Regions from separate parts of the Hordeum vulgare genome. Here region 1 is linked to region 2. Evidence: chromatin contacts called from public Hi-C data. All regions are on one chromosome and are shown on one strand. The core of a region is the stretch at or near the end of the contact, and the rest is flanking DNA. Distances in the headings are between cores, read along the strand shown.

Region 1 (6,334 bases), core at 2,807-5,306, 160 kb before region 2:
GTTGAGTCGAAAAATGTTACCTTCGGCAAGAAGGGTTTCTCCTCATCGTCGAACGCTTTCCTCAGTATCCATTTTTCAATTCTTCCAAGATCAGGCCGGATCTGTGTGATTAAATTTAGAAAACAATGCAGTGCACTCCCATTCTTGTGAAATATTTTGTTCTTACCATCTTCCATTCAGGATCTATGCTCATAGCCTCATCGATGAACTCCTTGTCCAAGAATGGCACACGAACCTCAAGGCCCCATGCAGATGTTGCTTTATTGGCCCTCAAGCAATCGTACTGATGGAGAGCTTTGATCTGCAAAACAAATCATGTTAGAGCAGAGTGTTATGTGTCCTATATATTGTTTCTGCTCCTGTGAAATGTTTGTATTTTAAAGACCTTCCGACATGTTTCTTGGTGGAACTCCTCCTTGTTGGGGGCCTTGTGGAAATACAAGTACCCCCCGAAGATTTCATCAGCACCCTCACCAGAGATGACCATCTTGACACCAAGCGCCTTGATCTTGCGTGACATCTGGAACATTAGTGTGCTTGCCCTGATCGTCGTGACATCATATGTTTCAATGTGATATATCACGTCTTCAATTGCATCGATGCCGTCCTACAGCAATTTGTGCAACTAAAATAAGTGATTGTGTACAAATAAGATAGGATCGTTATACTTCTTAGTGGTACTACTACCGTACCTGAACTGTGAAGTTGAACTCATGGTGCACCGTACCCAGGTGATCCGCGACCTCCTTTGCAGCCTTGAGATCCGGTGATCCCTACAATATAAATTGAGATAACAGCATGGATTCAAGTTCTATTACTCCGAAACTTCAATAAACGTGTACATGTTCCTTTCAATTTCACACCTCAAGCCCAACACAGAAGGAGTGGAGCCTAGTTCCCCAGCGCTTTGCAGCCTTCGTCCCTGCGAAATGACGGGCTGCGACGGCTGCCACCAGTGATGAGTCGAGGCCACCAGAGAGGAGGACACCGAATGGAACATCTGTCATGAGCCTCTTGATGACAGCCTGAATGAAGAACATGAAGAATCATGGCCATGAGTCCGAAATTTTATTACATCTCTGTTTTTCAAAGATACTAGATGATGGTTAGTTGAGGCCGTTACAGTTTGCGACCTTTTCAAATGCCGATCTGAGACGTAGTGGGTCATAGGGAACCGAGGGGATGACCTCAGAGAACCAAGGAGGGTTATACCATCTCTTGAAGCACTTTTCTTTGCTGGAGTAAAGATTACCAGGTGGGAAGATCTCGAAGTGCTCACAATCATCGTTTAGTCCTTTCATCTCCGAAGATATCCACACTGAACCTGACAATTTTTCAGAGACGTGCATGTTTAGAAACGCAGTGCAAATGATATAGGTTTGTTTCATGAAAAGATTCCTCAAGCACTTTTGAGAGTGTTATACCATCGATTCCCCAGCCAATGTAGAGAGGCGTGACACCAATGGCATCACGAGCAGCAATGAAGCTGTGATCTCGTGCGTCAAGCAACACGAACGAGAAAACACCATCCAACATGTCAATGAAGCTTTCTCCATGTTCCTCATACTACATATCAAAAGGGAGAAAGTAGTCAGGTCATGACAAAAAATAAGAATTCACTTAAGGGTTGTGCCTATTTCTTTTTAGTCGTGCAAGGATCTCAAAATGGGACTCTAGCTCGAGTATGCATGCACTCACATGAATAGTGAAATTCGGAAAAATAGCAAAATAAATAAAAGAAGCTAATTTTTTTAAGCAAAATGGTCGAGTGCTCTACACCCGTGTCCACTGGCGGAGGACCCCTATGGGCAAGGTGTGGCAGCCGCCACACCTTGAATTGGAGCAAAAAGTATTTTATGCCTATGGTTAATTCGTTATTGCTGCTGGTTGTAATCTCTCCTGCAAAAAAAAAACCGCTAGCATCGGCACACGCTCGCTGATTCGAGCCATGCACGCCTAGACGAAGTGCAGCCCATAGTGTGGGCCTTCGGCCACAAACTCATCAGGGCTTAGCCTCCAGCACCCAGACACAAACCGAGACCACATATAAAACAAGAGTCGAAGACGCAGACCACAACCTAGGACGTGTCTCAATTGGGTTTGTTTAAGCTAATACATACATGGTCTAGTGTTCTACACCCATGTCAATTTTCACAAAGAAATCACACCCGTGGTAGGGGTGGACCAAAAGCTCGTACCTCACGAGCTTAATGAATGCTCAGTGGCTCAGTTCATTAAACTCATAGCTAATCATTACTAGTTTCAACTTGTTAAACTTAATGAGTTTAATGAGGAGATTAAATTTAATGAGCTTAACAAGTTCCACGAGCAGCTCATTAATACAAGACAACCCATATTCTTATGTTAAGTGGCCACATTTCATGGCACATCAATCCATCAATTCCATCTAATCGACCCAACTCAACCCATCGAAGACAAGAACTAGCGTATTTCATCATGTGGTGATCATCTTCCTGCATTAGAAGTACACTGTGAATACATCGTAACTGGAGCAAAAGGGTTTATTCATTTGAAGTACTTTCGAGCTTAATGTGCTTCAAACGAACATAGTCAATCATAGTTTTCTTGTTAAGGTTAACGAGTTTAATGAGCCGAGCATTTTCAAACCATTTAGGTCAACTACTTTTTTTCTTTGTCGCCCTGTACAAAATGGATGCCATTTTTTCATGAAAATCAAGTGGATAGAACACTCGAACATATTTGTTCAACCAGATTTAGAAATATTTAATTTTCTGTGAAATTTTTCTAAATCTTACTGATTATTTGGGTACATGTGTAACCATGTCCACCGATGTATGTTCGAGGAGATCTTCTTTTTTATAAATCTTTGATTCGACAGATGAGGACATATAGAGATACAATGATCTACTTAACTTTAATACCGCTGATTAATATACCAAGCCACAAATATGGACATATAGATATTACACCTTCGCTTCCGTAGAACACCCCCCCCCCCCCCCCCCCTCACAAAAAGTAGAAGGGAACATATATCCACCTCGTATTGTGAACTATAGACCGCCGTACGTATCTTACATTGTATCCACCTCGTATTGTATATGTATAACATCTTGTAGTGTACAATACGAGATGGGTATATGTTGTTCCTTCTACGTTTTGTGGAGGGGGTCTACCGAAGCACACCTCGAGAGATTATCTGGAGTATATTTGTCTTGTCTTCTACCCTCTTCTTTTCTAAATACTCCCTCCGGAGGTAGTATATCTCTTTTTAGAAATTTTACTATGGATTACATATGAATTACTATACCCTAAAATACTCGTATGTAATTAATACTGAAATTACTAAAATTTATATACATTTAGAAAAGGGAGTATGTTTATATATATTTATATACATTCGTTATTCATACTGAAATTACTAAAAGGGAACAGAGGGAGTAGAATTTACGGATTCACCATACTTAGTGTTTAACAAACATGTTCTAAATTTGTGGATTGTAATTCTGTGGTTTAATATATCAAGCAGGAGAAGAATGCTGGTGTGTGGTGGGTGACTGACCAGATGGGCGATGACCTCGCAGTCACTTCCGGTCCGGAACCTGTGGCCGGGGAGCCGTTCCCGGAGCTCCTCATGGTTGTAGATCTCCCCGTTGACGGCAACAGCAACGGACTTGTCCTCGTTGTAGAGCGGCTGGTCGCCGGAGGCCGGGTCGATGATGGCGAGGCGCTGGTGGCAGAGGTAGTTGTCGGCGACCTGGTGCAGGCCGCTCCAGTCCGGGCCGCGGTGCTTGAGCCTGCGCGAGAGCTCGAGCACATGCACCCTCTTCCCCTGCGACTCATCGCCGCACCCCAGCACCGCCAGTATGCCGCACATGATATGCTCAGACTGCTATGCTTTCCTCTGCTTCGCTGGATATCGTCGTCGTCGATCGTTGTCTACAGCCAACACCGAGGTACGTAGTCGATCTGAATTGTGCATGAAGCTGTGCAGCAAAGGCTTGGCTCTACTTGTAGGTAGATTAGATAGATAGATGCCTCATGCCTGGCCGGAGATGGCGTGCTACACGTCGTACATGCACGGCCTCGTCGGATTTTCTTGTGGCCACCGCACCACATCAGGCCATGGCTTCGTTTGTCCACTTCTACCATCATCCGTCGGCACCTTGCTTGCATGCGTGCGTTTCTTCCTGTTACATGTCCATGCATGTACTCCACGTGTTTCTCTTCTCGCATCATCCATTAGCAGCTAGCGGTATCGAATCAATCCTCGACGCTTTCTATTTTTAGAAAACAGCCTCCGGTTTTAAATTAGGTAGATAACGACCCGCTCGTTGTTTTGAACTTTTTTAGTAATGAATAAAATGGTGTGTGAGAATAGCACCGCACCTTTTTCAGCCTAGAAGTGTGAAGTTAGGACGGTGTACTCCTGCCCGGAGTTTCAATCGTAGACTTAACATTGATGTTTGTATTTTCCTACGTTTATTTTACATTTTTTATAAAGATGTATGTTCATTAGAAGGAGATGTTTTTATCGATTATATAAAAAAATAACGTCCATACGTGTGGACGTTTGCAAATCGCCCTAATATATGGATCTGCGTTCGTTTTGTGCTTTACATTAATCTTAGAATTTTTTGGCATTTTTTTGTATCACGTAGGACTGAGCTGGTGTGTGGGGTTTAACCACTTCGCTCACACGCCCACTTCTATCTCAAGAGAAACCTTTTTGATTTCCGGCTTAATTTTTTTTATCTTCTAATTAAAAAATTCAGTTAAAAATTTATTTTCATCATTAAATCCGTTCCGACGAGATCTTCAAAACTAAATTCCATGTTAATATATTTTGATGATTTTTTTTTGCAACAATTGTCATGATGTTACACTGTAGTTACCGTAGTGTTTACATTACAATTGCCATGTCATATTGTATCTATTTGTTTTCTAGATTTAAAGCTATGTTATATTTTCAACTATTTTTACGGTGATTTTTAGTAATTAACTACAATAAATTTATTGCATGGCTCATGACAATTTTTACTAATCCATCACGGTAAATTTAGTTTGTAGATCATGGCATTTTTGAATTTTGACCATGCTCGATGAATATTTTTTGACCAAAAATTGTCATGATGTTTACACTGTAGTTGTCATAGTGTTTACTAAAGTTACAATGACATGTTTTATCTATTTTTTTTCTAGATTTAGAGCTACCGCTACAATTTTTTAACTACTTTTTACGGCAATTTTTATTAATTAATCATTTTGATTTTAGTTTATGATTCATGGCAAGTTTAGTTTTTTAATTCTCTGTTTTATAATAGGTTAAAATTTAATTTTAAATGTAGAAAAAAATAGCTGAAACATATCATGGCAACTACAGTGCATGGCAACTGTTGTCCGATTTTTTTCCATCGAAACATATTAATATGAGATCTAGTTTCGAAAATCCCATTGCGATGGATTTAATGATAAAAACGGATCTTCAATCAGATTTTTTTATTTAGAAGATAGAATATTTTAAAAATTAAAACTTCAAAAAGATATCCACATGCATGCATGCAGTGTGGGCGTTAACTGTTTTGTCCACACATAGACGTGTGGGCTGTTTTCCTTACATACCACACAGAACATGTGAGCAACACCCTTAACACCCACACGTGTGGACGTTATCATGGCCCTTATAATAACGTGTGTGATGACTTTATTAATCTTAAGATAATGTGTCGGCTTAATTTTTAAAAGATGTTTATAAAGGTATGATGTGTCTGTATGCGTTTATAAAAATAAATGTATGTGAGTATATATAACCACATGCGTCAGTACTGTGCTGAAAAATAAATGAAGGATGAAGACATGTTATATTGTCTTATGACATTAAATTTCAATTATTTATTGTTGGTGTGGGGTGGGGTGGGGGGGGGAGACTATACCTGTTGCTGAAACACGACCTGCAAATGGCTCTCGCGACTGTAGTCGTCACCGCGTGAGCGCGCGGCCGCGGCGGCCGGATCTCTCTGCTCCGGCCACCCCCTCGTCTGCCGCTCCCAGATCCGGCCTCCACGTCGTCTGATCTCCCCTTCCCTCCTACTAGGAACCGGGTGTGGGAGCTGCGTCCTGGCGACCACGCATCGTCCCTTCCGTCTACATCGGCAGCTGCCCGTCCGCCAACCCAGCGCTGCTTCGCGCCCCGGCGGGCATGCTGTCGCCGCCTCCAGCTGAGATGTCTGCTGGCTGCGCACGGTGCGTCGTCCTGCAACCAGCCCTGTCCGCTGCTCGATCCCATCTGGATCGGGCCCCGGGGCCGCAGTCGGCGCTGAGCCGCTCTGTCCAAGCTGCTGGCGGGGTGTTAGGA
Region 2 (6,318 bases), core at 3,004-5,503:
TGGCTCTAACACCGCATCAACCTCCTCGGCCAATGCTTGAAGCGACGTATCTTGGCAGATGACCAGATCTACTTTGCTGGAGACTAGTTGTTACAACTTAATTGCGCAAAATGTACGTCCGAATAATTTCTCGAGACCCTGTGTATATTGTCATGCACTTCTCATTCACTAGTAAACGTGCACGTGCAATACACAACAGCCAGACGGCGGATTTTGCAGAGCATGTATCCATCATAGGTGAGGTCATGTTCCATGCCGCGGGCGAGCCGATCCTACCGTCGAAACCGCTAGAGGCCATATCACAGGATCTCAGGAGACTGCACGACCATGTGTTGTCGACTGAGATAAGCCTACTAGGCTCGAAGGATCCAGGATATCCGACATACATGGTCGTGTGCCTAAGGGGAAGTGCTACGTCGACACACGGCCCGTGGAGGTGTTCTTCCTGCGTTTTGACCATATCTTCGAGATGTTTCTGACAAGGCGGCTCGATTTTACAACCGTCCGCCTTTTTTGCTACATATGAACTCCGTCGTGAAGAGAGAACAAGTCTCGCAAATCTATGTGGCGGATCCATACTATGTGCACGAGTCCTTCCTGAGTCTCGATGACTTTGAGCGTTAAACTGCTAGGGAGTACCTCGAAAACTTCATGATAAGGAATAAGGACCAGGAAATTGTCCTCCTTCCTTATCATCCAAAGTAAGTCAGTGTCGGACAACCCTTTTGTTCATTTCAATCATTCCTTCTCGCTCAAATGGAGAGTAATTTGAGGCTTTTTTAACCACAGCAACGGATGCGCCATCCTTATCGTTCTTTACCCTCGAGTCTCCCATGCCGTGTATTTGGACCCTACCAGAAACTACGAGAAGAAGGACTACACCCACATAATGAATATTCTAGATGATGCTCTCCATGGCTTCAACTTGAGGGGTGGCCACCTCCAGATAAGGAAACAAAACCGCAAGCCGGTTTTCGGGCATAAAACTAACTTCTGTTGCATCCATGTCATGAAACCAAGCGGGAACGATGGATTCTACCTCTTCCATCTCATGATGGAGTACAGAAGGGATCACCAACAGCTTCCCATGACAACCAGAAGCGATGATCATATCTACAAGTGGGTAGAATGCCAAGATGAAGCAGATTATAAACTTAGAGATGACTTCTTTCGCGTCGAGAGGGACAATGCGACGATCATCATTAAAGAAGTCAACGAAGAGAAGGGGGTGTTCCACCACGGCTCTATCGCGAGCTGACGTCTGAACTCGCATAGGCATGCAACAACAGAACCTCATGTCGTTCAAAAAGCTAGGGTGCATCCTCGAGGATATGGATGGATGGAAATTCTAGTGATTTAGGATGCCGATGATGATGATATGTGCCGGTTGAACTTGTATAATTTCTGTAGCGATGAAACTTTGTGATGTCCACAGTCCCTGCCGAACTTGCGTAATGCTACTTTGTTAGTTTGGGTACGATGACCGGCGTACCTCTAGTTAATTAGTTTGAGTACGATGAAACTGCGTTCATCATTTATGTTTACTATAGGTTGCATATATTTGTATACCCTTTCTTTTCGTGTTGCTCAAGTATATTTTGTTGCATATGATTGTACATTCTCATTTTGAAGATGCATCTCTAATAGGTACCTAGATCCTTGAGGTACATAGGAAAGGTTCCGGGAGTGTACGACGAGTGGCACGAGTGTCAGGCGCAAGTGGAGCGGTTCGCGGGCGCCAGCCATTAAGGCTTCAAAAGAAGACAAGAAGCAGAAGCTAGTTACTTGAGGTTCACGCTAGCGTGAGAGAGGAATCATAAACGCCGCCTCATGTACTGCATAGTTTCGCTCTCACTCATAGTGATAGCTCTTCTCGTCTATGTCATTGTTTAGATGAATGACGATGTAGTTGCAACTACTCGAGACATGTCATAACTCGTATCGCTATTTCGAGATGATGACGAGAGACATCATTTTGTCTTGGATGATGATTATGATGATGACATGATTGATTTGATGACACTATTTGTATGTGTATGATATGATCAGATTTGTATGTGTATATGATATGCTAGAGACTATTGTATAAAACCCTAAACAAAATTCAGCAGCACAAAATATGGAGCAGACTAAAAAACCAGAAAGTAATAACAATAGCGCAGGTATGGCATTAGCAGCACAAAATATGGAGCAGACTAAAAAACCAGAAAGTAATAACAATAGCGCAGGTATGGCATTAGCAGCAACGAGGTCTTAGCAGTAGCACTTTCTGTACAAGGACGGTACAGCTATTAAGCAGCAACACGCTTTGCAACAGACGCTACTTCTAGCCCTAGATATCAGTAGCTGGAGTGGACACGGGTTACTGCTAAAGGTTAGTTATAGCATCGTATTAGTAGCGCAGCTGTCCACGCTACTGATAAGCATATGACCCGCGCTACTGCTAGACTTTTCCCTAGTAATGAATCATGTTTAAGTAGAGATTACAGTGGGGAAAAGGGGATTTTACACCGCCGCATAGAGAGGGAGAGAGTTGGTGGTGACGGCGACGTAGTTGTTGGTGTATATCATCGTCATGATGGTTGCCCCGATGGCGCTTCGGCGCCACCGGGAGGGAGCCCCCCTCATTCTTTTTCTTCCTTGGTCTTCCCCCTAGATGGGAGGAGAGTTTCCCCTCTAGTCCAAGGCCGCCATGGCTCCCGGAGTGCAGCATCTCCTTCGAGATTGGATCAATCTCTCTGTTTCTCTTATGTTTTCGCGGCCGTTTTCTGATCCCTTCACCGTTTTTAAAATATCCGAAGATCTGTAACTCTGACTGAACTGAAAATTTAAAGGAATTTTTATTGATAAATTATCTTTCCTACAACGAAAGAAGGGCCCAAACCAACTTACAGAGTGGCCCTAAGCCATCAGGGCACCGCATGCCCACCCCTTTGGTCACGTCATGTTGGCTTGGGAGCACCTCAAACATCGTGTTGCCTTGATTCTTCTTTCCAAAATTCACATATATTAAAAAAAAACTTTGTAAATATTTATTGATATTGTAATTTTCAGTTTTGCTACTACAAGGATTGCTCTCCCGCCCTCTTTATTATCCTTGATGAAGACCCACATGTAGTGCCATCGTGCGTCCTGACCTTCATTCAGTCTTCCTTGTTCCTACCTGGCTACTTCCACATGTTCCGTTCCGGTCCATTTAATTAGGGTCAAGCAATCAAAGGCCCGGCTCCGTTCCAGCACATGCATGGAAATGCATCCTCCTCCCTGTCAGTACTATCATACTATCATACTATCATTACCTGCTACGAGTAGTGCACACATGCGACAATATCCAAAAGAAGGCTACTGACTGCAATTTGCTTTGTCCAATCAGTTCCGTTGCATGTGGGATGTCCAATCCGCCGGGGAAGCGTATGTGCACCGTCGTCGAGCTCTAAGAAATACATTAATTTCTCCGTTTTAGTTTATAATGCCGGCACGTGTACCTAGGTCGTCAATTCGACCAACTTAACTAGACACATATATTACAAAAAATATATTATTAGAAACTTTAGATTTTTTATTTTTTAATGATATAATTTTTATATTAAACAATATATTCTATATAAGTCAAATTGACGGCCTAGATACACGTGCATGCCTTATAAACTGTGACGGATGAAGTATTGTACTTGCGTACGTGCATACAGAGTACGTACAATACAGAAATGAAGACGGTTGCTTGCTTGCGTGTGTCCGCCTATCGCTTCCAAGTTTCTGCCATACCTTTCTTCATCCGTCTCCATTACGCTATGGTTGATGGATGCATGGGAGCAGGCCTGCAAAGTGACCTTTTGCGGTACGTTTCGTTTTTCCTCATATAAAAGGAGAGAGGTCCCGGCATCAGACGATCCTTCCAATCCCAATCCCAAATATGCATCCTTATGAAAAGTATAGTAAGCAATAAAAAAATATCTTTGTACAATAAACATTGCTTAGTTATTTGTCTACGTGCGTGCAGATTTTTCATGATTGAAATCATAGTTGAGGAGGTCCCGGCAAAAATAACAAAACCAGCTCTTCAAAATGCTTTTAGAAATAGTTTCTCGAGCATCGAAGTCCTATTTTCTCGGAGCATTAGGAACGTCTGTTCTTCACGGAAGGTTGCAAATATGTAGAACATTCAACGATATTTCAATTTTTTTTGTTCAAAAGGACCGTCCGTCGGAACGGATTGCTAAAAAGGACCGCATGCGACACCGAATGACAAAGTGGGCCCAAACCGCGAATTCCCCTTCTTCGTTGCGGTTTCGCCATAGCTTGGCCGTCTGAACGAATTCCCAGGAAACGGACTCGGATCAGACCGACCCGACGGACCCATCTGAACACGGCGGCTCCGGTCGGTCAGTCCTCTCTCTCCGCTCGACTCGTCTTCCCTCCCGAGCTCCATAAAAACAAGGCGTGCAAGCTACTCGTGCCGGCAGCTTCCTCCACCTCCCTTCCCCCATCCCTCCCCCCGATCCACCGATTCCCTCGCGACCGATGGCGGCGGCGGGGTCGATCCGCGTCACCATGGAGGTGGGCGCCGACGGCGTCGCGCTCATCACCATCTGCAACCCGCCGGTCAATGCTCTACACCCCATCAGTAAGCAAAGCACCACCCCGTCCCTCCTGCTTCCCGCTGCTACTATACCTAACGCCGTCCCTCCTCCGCGCAGTCATCCAGGGGCTCAAGGACAAGTACGCCGAGGCCTTCCACCGCGACGACGTCAGGGCCGTCGTGCTCACCGGTGAGATTTCCTTCCCCCGCTCCACCACACCCCTCGCAAATGATGCGGAATTGCGGACGACGGGCTTCTGGTCTGTCCCGTGACGCCTTCTTCTTTTCATGTGATTGTTGGTGGAACTCAAGTTAGTCAGTGGCGATTCCTGTTCTGCTCTGTTTTGGATGCTGTTCTGCTCTGTCCGCTCTCAAATCCGTTGACCGCCCAGCTGTTTCTTGGTCTGGGGTTATCCTCGTATGTGTATATTGATTATAGGATGGCCGTGGAGCTGTCGCCATCGTATCATTTTATTTCTGCTCATCCCTGTCAGCTTGGTGATCGTGATGCTAACCGCTTGGCTGAAAGCGGGAACCTCGCTAAATTAGTTAACTCAAGTATGAAGGGGGGCTGCTGCTTGCTATAGATTTTCGGCTACACGGAAGCTCCCCTGTTTCTCCACATCTCAAACAAAAATGGGCACCGGGTGCTAGTTTTGCTACTTTTGGAAGGACGTACCCTGACTAAATCTATGTACAAGGCATGTATGGTGCTATGACTGACCTGCCATAACAAGAGGCATACTTCTTGTTTTGTCACTGGACATAGGGGGGGCGTACGGAGTTGTCCATTCCAGGGATCTGGGCCAGGGTTGGAAAAAAATCAGTTAATGAAACTTGCTATTTCTGACACTTCTTGCTGTTCTGTATTGTTGTTATTTACTTTATATTTTATAGGCGCGGTGGGCAAGTTTTGTGGAGGCTTCGATATAAATGTATTCTCAAAAGTTCATGACACTGGTAAGCGGGTGCCTACATTTGCACGGTTGGCAAATTGGTTGTTGGTAGCCAAACCTTTCTAGGAGAGTCCTTTTCATTTTCTTACACATTAAACATGGTTTCGCAGGAGATGTGTCGCATCTGCCAGATATGTCTTTTGAGCTCGTGTCGAATATGATGGAAGGTTTGGCATTTTTGTTTCTAATTTTGTCATAGTTCCTGTCGTCTTTGAATAATGGAACTCTTTAGGTAGCTCTAGTTTGTATCGAGATCATGATATCTGGGCCTGATTGTAAAAACCTGTTTACATGCAGATGGCAAAAAGCCTTCTGTCGCTGCAATTCAAGGCCTTGCTCTTGGTGGTGGTCTAGAGTTGACTATGGTCTGTCATTTTTGTTGCCTGTCCTGCTGAACATTTTTACATACCCTGTATCTGAACCTAAGTCCTTTTTTATCATGTAAATGGCAAATATATATATATATATATACAATATATATATATCAGGGTTGTCATGCTCGGATAGCTACCCCTGAAGCTCAACTTGGACTACCAGAGCTAACTCTTGGTGTGATTCCTGGAGCTGGAGGTAGGGAACTAGATCCGACAGCTTGAACTACTGCTCTTATTTGGTTGCTTTGTATTGGGTTCTGTCATGGACATGAAACTTTTCTACTCATCATGTAGGAACTCAGCGTCTACCGAGGCTTGTAGGTCTGCCAAAAGCAATAGAAATGATGCTGGTGAGTCTAATCTATCTTCTGTGTTAGTTGTTGCACTGTTCTAGCTATCGCCAGATAAA

Evidence for each region. A called contact is a pair of places that touch in the nucleus more often than the background predicts.
Region 1: a Hi-C map of leaf shows a contact between it and region 2, with 5 times the contacts expected there. The contact joins the promoter of LOC123442710 here to the promoter of LOC123442709 in region 2. A contact is called at or near these places in 2 of 6 Hi-C or Micro-C datasets (leaf and seedling).

Annotation. Positions count from the first base shown.
Region 1 is chr3H:25,498,522-25,504,855 of MorexV3_pseudomolecules_assembly, reverse strand. It overlaps LOC123442710 (asparagine synthetase [glutamine-hydrolyzing]-like), which reads right to left and starts at 4,056. Exons shown (of 11, transcript XM_045118829.1): 1 at 3,542-4,056; 2 at 1,425-1,566; 3 at 1,134-1,324; 4 at 864-1,025; 5 at 693-773; 6 at 386-607; 7 at 167-301; 8 at 21-101. The coding sequence starts at 3,856.
Region 2 is chr3H:25,340,111-25,346,428 of MorexV3_pseudomolecules_assembly, reverse strand. LOC123442709 (peroxisomal fatty acid beta-oxidation multifunctional protein-like) reads left to right here and starts at 4,253. Exons shown (of 18, transcript XM_045118828.1): 1 at 4,253-4,624; 2 at 4,698-4,769; 3 at 5,477-5,539; 4 at 5,646-5,702; 5 at 5,833-5,900; 6 at 6,024-6,105; 7 at 6,204-6,259. The coding sequence starts at 4,522. It also overlaps the pseudogene LOC123441414.